Regions from separate parts of the Zea mays genome. Here region 1 is linked to region 2. Evidence: chromatin contacts called from public Hi-C data. All regions are on one chromosome and are shown on one strand. The core of a region is the stretch at or near the end of the contact, and the rest is flanking DNA. Distances in the headings are between cores, read along the strand shown.

Region 1 (2,809 bases), core at 132-2,631, 130 kb after region 2:
ATATATTGGACTGTAAAACAGAAAAACTACCTCCATCGTCAGTGCAATATCTATGCATTCGTGCAACGTGTTCTGAGATTTGCCGGTCAATCTCAGGGTCCATTTGATCAAGAACAGTAAAAAGTAAATCAAAACAAGAAAGCAGTGAATCTGGAAGCCCGATATTCTTTGTTGGTGTCAATGAACGATCATACTGTCATAAAGCCAGGAATTGTTGTCAGAAATAGCAAACAATCAAGAGGTACTATGGAGCAAGTGAAAGACATGATAAGAGCTTAGCAGCTTACAGTTCCATATATTGGATTTGCTGCAGCAATTACACTACATCTTGCATTTAGTGAGGCATGTATTCCTGCCTTTGCAATGGTTACAGTTTTCTGTTCCATAACTTCATGAATAGCAACTCGATCTTGATCATTCATTTTATCAAATTCATCAATGAAGACAACACCACGATCAGCAAGAACAATGGCACCAGCTTCAAGCCATGGCATCAGCTTGAATTTTATCAAAAAAAAAACTGAGACGAAATCGTTGACAATTTGTAATAATTCGATTTTTAGATAGCACAATTTGAATGGACATGATTATATTTTGACTGCAACACTGTATTTTTAGATAGCACAATGTTGTGTATTTTTAGATAGCACAGTCTACGTGCTAGCTTGTTTAACTATTGCTGTTATGCGCCCATGTGGACAGCGTGAGCCCATGGATTTATACTGATTCATTAGTCGCTGGAGGTGTTTGCTTGTTTATGAGGGCCCTTGGATTGCTAATGTGGATTGGCCCATGGATTTTGAAAGGATCGGAGCGGATTAGGGTGAGAAGGTTTTAAAATCGATTCGGATTGAGCTACAACAAATTATTTTGGATTTAGGTAGGGCCGAGTCAGCTTCTAAGTCTTCTAGGATTGGAGTGGGGTTAGGGCTGGATTGTGACCCATTCTCAGGCCTACGTCGGGCGCGTGGGTTCCTAAGCTGCTTACTTGGCTTTGGTGTGGCCGCGCGGTGTGCTGTGGGCTGTGGCGTTGCCGTCTTGGGTTTCGTCGCTTGGCGAGCACGGATGAGGATCGAGGAACGCTCGAGGCAGGTGGGTCAGTCAGTCGTGCGACCAAATACATAAATTACCATGATATTATATCCCATTGCAACGCACGGGTACTTATCTAGTCAGGTCATTAAATGTAAATGAAATGGCATTGTTGGAAGAAATCCGGTAGAAATAACATATCAAGTTCTCTACCACCGGGTCCACTTTCGTAAAACAAAAATAGAAGTCGACCGACAGGAGCTAGACGACGGGCCCATGGCCAGGGCCCACTCGCTCTTGTTCCCTATTTACAGCCGACGAACGGCCCAGATACCTCCGCTTCCACCATCGCACCCACCCGGAGCGCCTCCTCTTCTCCAGCGTCCGATCCCCATTCCCCACCTCTCCTCCCTCCGCCGCCAGCTCCCGCCCCCTTCTCTCCCCTCCTCGCCTCCCCGCGCGCGCGTTTTTATAAGGTACGTACGGCGCGTCGACACGCTGCGCGCCCGCCACCTTCCGATTCCCGGCGGCACCTCTCTACGATCTGACGCGATCGATGACGTGTGGCTTCGTCTTGGTGGATCTAGGGTTTCGGCGGAGGCGCCCGGTCGCTGGCGATGGCCGACGACGGCGGGAGCCACGAGGGCAGCGGCGGCGGCGGAGGCGTCCGGGAGCAGGACCGGTTCCTGCCCATCGCCAACATCAGCCGGATCATGAAGAAGGCCGTCCCGGCCAACGGCAAGATCGCCAAGGACGCTAAGGAGACCCTGCAGGAGTGCGTCTCCGAGTTCATATCATTCGTGACCAGCGAGTAAGTTGACAGTTGGCACCGCCTGGTAGACGGTAGCGTAGCGTAGCCTTGGTCTTGGATCGGGTTGGTTTTTCTTTGTTTTAATGTAGGATAGGTTCTGATGTAAGTTCACGGGTGCTGGTTGCAGGGCCAGCGACAAATGCCAGAAGGAGAAACGAAAGACAATCAACGGGGACGATTTGCTCTGGGCGATGGCCACTTTAGGATTCGAGGAGTACGTCGAGCCTCTCAAGATTTACCTACAAAAGTACAAAGAGGTCATTGATGGCTTACCCTCACTGTGTTGTAGATGTGGATCTTCTCTGTTTATTATAATGTTTCGTACATCTCTCTCATGGTGTTTCTTTATGCCCTTTGCATGTTCTCTTCTGATGACGGGCTGGTTATTACAGATGGAGGTATGCAATCTACATGCTTTTATTTATTTTTTCTGTCAGAACAACACTTATTTGACTTTGCTTTGGCTGAACCGTAGAAGTTTACAGTGTACACAACCTAATCAGTTTATTGACCTATAGTACCTTAGTCAGAAAACATAGAGCACTTGACAGGAAATACACACAATCAGCTTTGGAAGCTGCAAACTAGTATGTATTAAATAACCTGAACAAGACTGCTAGTTCTAAGAAACATTGCATACATGATCTCGTTTTTTCTTCCATAATTGACTGTTGTTGTTTGGCTGCACAACCTACCAATCATAGCAAGCTCCTGGGTAACTAATGTGGTAGCTGTGAACAAGTTAATACTGTCATGTACTGTTTGCACAGCCAGGCCCAGGATGCAACTGAATACTGATCACAATTTTTTTTTTGGAAAATTTTCGTAGGGTGATAGCAAGCTGTCTACAAAGGCTGGCGAGGGCTCTGTAAAGAAGGATGCAATTAGTCCCCATGGTGGCACCAGTAGCTCAAGTAATCAGGTTAGTTTTTTTTCATATGTGTTGACCACTATCCCAGTTATACT
Region 2 (3,039 bases), core at 429-2,928:
AAGAAAGATCAGAGAGAAGAGATAAGAGGTGCTATGGATGCAAGGAGAAGTACCCATAAACAAAGAAGTAACAAGCAAAAGGCAAATACCTTGCAAGGACAAGCAACATATTTGCTACATATGTCACAAAAGGGACACCTATGCAAGGATTGTCCCATGAATGGGTACCAAAATATGTTTGAAAGAATTTGTAGGTACCCAGAGATGATATGAAGCTTTTGGGTGCTTGAGTGGTTTAACTCAATCTTTATCTCAAGCTATCAATCTTACATTATCTATTCTTTAAGATTGACCCAAAGATGAATTGAATTGATGTATTTATAACTTCATATTCATCTCGAGCAAGATCTTATGTTGTAGGGACCAAAGGATTTACCTTCATGGAAATCAAACAAAAGACCTATAACTAAGGGATATCTAAAGGACAGTAACAATTAAATCTAAAAGTGCACATTGCTTTCAATTAGTATATTCATTTGTGTCTTACGTAGGCACATAGGAAAAATGAAGCACTTGAGGATGAACTTAAAAGATTCTATCTTGACTTGAAAAAGATCCAATCACATGGTAGATCTCATATTCATCATTCTTATATGTGGCAATCCACATGCTTTAATTGGTGATGAGTATTTCTTGGCATATTTCAAATTGATTCTTATTAATGCCATTATCTAAACATAAAGAGGATTATACCAAGTTCTTAAATGAATAGAGTGCTAAGTAAGAAATTCAAATTCTCAAGAACACTTTTTAAAAGGGAAATTCTCTATATAACTAGAGTTGTGAGACTAATGTTTCTATCCAAGTGTTTATGTAGTCTCACAACATGAGAACGTGTTTCTCAAATGGAGTGTGCCATTTAACGTTCAAGAAGATCAATCCAATACTATGTGATGTATTCCTTCATGTCTAAATTGGTTTAGAATCGTCCACATTAATCACTCACCATGCTATGAATTAAACCTGCCATGTAAACTTAATTAAATAATCATGCTATTTCTTATCTTGTTTAAATTGGTGTTATGCATGATATTTATAAGAGTAATTTAGTTCATATCACCACCGTGGTCGATCCCTCCTCGTCCTCATGCCCCTTGTCCATTCCCTCACCACCGTGGTCGAAGGCGGCAACAACCATCTTTGGGAGGACGGGGGGTGGGGGTGGGGGCAAGCAGGGGAGGACGGGCGTTCCATGAGGTCTATTCGAAACTTGGAGGGCTGGGAAGACTGAGGGGTCCCAGAGCCAAGCACGTCGTGGGTTGCGGCGCCAAGGTGGGGGAGCACGGGCCAAGGAGACAGACCCTGAAGACGACAACGGTGGGTGCAGGGAAATCACGAGCGAGAGGCGGGGACATGGTAATGTTAGAAGTCTACACTGTACGTACTTAATAAGTAGTAGAGTAAAGACATAAATAAAGTTTGGTTTGATACCTAACTTGTCATACTTTACCTAACTTTTTTTTGCCTAAGATTAGTTTTTCAATTCGAACGACTAACCTTAGTCAAAGTGTGGCATATTTAGACACCAACCAAACAGCCCCCAAGTTTGTCCCCTCCCCGGCTTTGCACTCCCCGCAACCACCGTGGTAGACCGAGTCCACCGTTCCAATCCCTACGCCAACGCTAACCATCACGACCGTAGCTTCTATTCAGAAGCACGGATCTCAAAGCAAGCAGCAACACCGCCAAACCCTAAACACCAAAGCCCCGCATATAAATACCTTCCCCTCCCATCTTTTCCCCTCTCCTGCCGCCGCCGCCGCTCCCGCTCCCAGCTCGTGTTCCGCTTCTTGCAGCCGTCGCCGCGAAGCGCTCCAGAGAACTTCCGTCAACATGGGGTATCTCACTGTCTTCTGTTGAAGTTTTTTGATCTATCCTCGTGTCCATCTATTTTCTGGCTTAGCGATTATGAGTGTGGTTCGGTGTGACTGCATAAGTGCATCTGGTTGCTTGACGCGCAGCTTTGCTTGCGCTAATGTGAAGTATACATCGTGATCTATTTTGATTTCTTCTCAGTATCCACGTGAAGCTTATTGACGGTCCAGTGCTGATCAGATACTACAACGTCAGCGCTAAACATATTCATAAGCGACATTAATCCGTTGCTGCTGTGTAGCAATATCTTTCTTGGTCCAGTTACTTGGATTTGGGAAGCTATGCATGGTAGCATACACCTTCATTATTCTTCGCGTTTTCAAAGAGTCGCCTTTTTTTGTGAAACTTCATTTGAAGTTTTGCGAAACTCCCGATTTGGAGCCTTGAAGCGATTACAGTTATAATCCATTTATTTAAGAGTCAACAGTTTAGCTGTTCAGGTACTGCAGGTGTAGTGCACCTAGTGTTTTTCTCACAAACATTTTAGACGCTTATTCTAGTACACAGTGAGGTGACGAAAACTTAATTAGAACTAGGAAAACTGTATATAAGTGTGTCAATATATCGACTAATATCTTGATTCAGACATTCGGTTACCTGTTTTGTTCATGTAATGTCGAATTGTTGTGTGGTATTAGTCCTTTTCTTTCTAGCACTGTTAAAAAGGGTTTTGGCATGCATTGTCAGTTGTAATGTGGGGTTTTGGGATGCATTGCCAGTTGTAATGTGGTAGTCTATCACATTTGGATAGACCACTACATTAAAATGTTAAAACGTGATCTGCTTTCTTATACAGGAAGACACGTGGTATGGGAGCCGGGCGCAAGCTCAAGACCCACCGCAGGAACCAGCGGTGGGCTGACAAGGCATACAAGAAGAGCCATTTGGGCAATGAGTGGAAGAAACCCTTCGCTGGGTCATCCCATGCCAAGGGCATTGTCCTGGAGAAGATGTAAGCAGATGCTAAAACTTTACTTTTTTCTTGCACACTTCGCCTTTTAACTCAATTGAGCAAATAAACACTGATAATAATGCAGTGGTATTGAGGCCAAGCAGCCCAACTCCGCTATCCGTAAGTGTGCTCGTGTTCAGCTTGTTAAGAATGGCAAGAAGATTGCTGCCTTCGTGCCAAATGACGGTTGTTTGAACTACATTGAGGAAAAT

What was found. Hi-C and Micro-C count contacts between places; a contact is called where the count stands out from the background.
Region 1: a contact with region 2 is called in a Hi-C map of leaf, with 5 times the contacts expected there. The contact joins the promoter of LOC100285917 here to the promoter of LOC100192600 in region 2. A contact is called at or near these places in 3 of 25 Hi-C or Micro-C datasets (ear, leaf and tassel).

The regions. Positions count from the first base shown.
Region 1 is chr3:187,528,265-187,531,073 of Zm-B73-REFERENCE-NAM-5.0, forward strand. It overlaps LOC100285917, which reads left to right and starts at 1,382. Exons shown (of 8, transcript NM_001291585.1): 1 at 1,382-1,508; 2 at 1,620-1,843; 3 at 1,971-2,100; 4 at 2,236-2,241; 5 at 2,673-2,765. The coding sequence starts at 1,650. LOC103651044 (DNA replication licensing factor MCM3 homolog 1-like) reads right to left here and starts at 509. Exons shown (of 4, transcript XM_020550982.1): 1 at 288-509; 2 at 31-193. The coding sequence starts at 494.
Region 2 is chr3:187,397,375-187,400,413 of Zm-B73-REFERENCE-NAM-5.0, forward strand. LOC100192600 (40S ribosomal protein S23) reads left to right here and starts at 1,679. Exons shown (of 4, transcript NM_001137815.2): 1 at 1,679-1,838; 2 at 2,672-2,827; 3 at 2,913-3,039. The coding sequence starts at 1,834.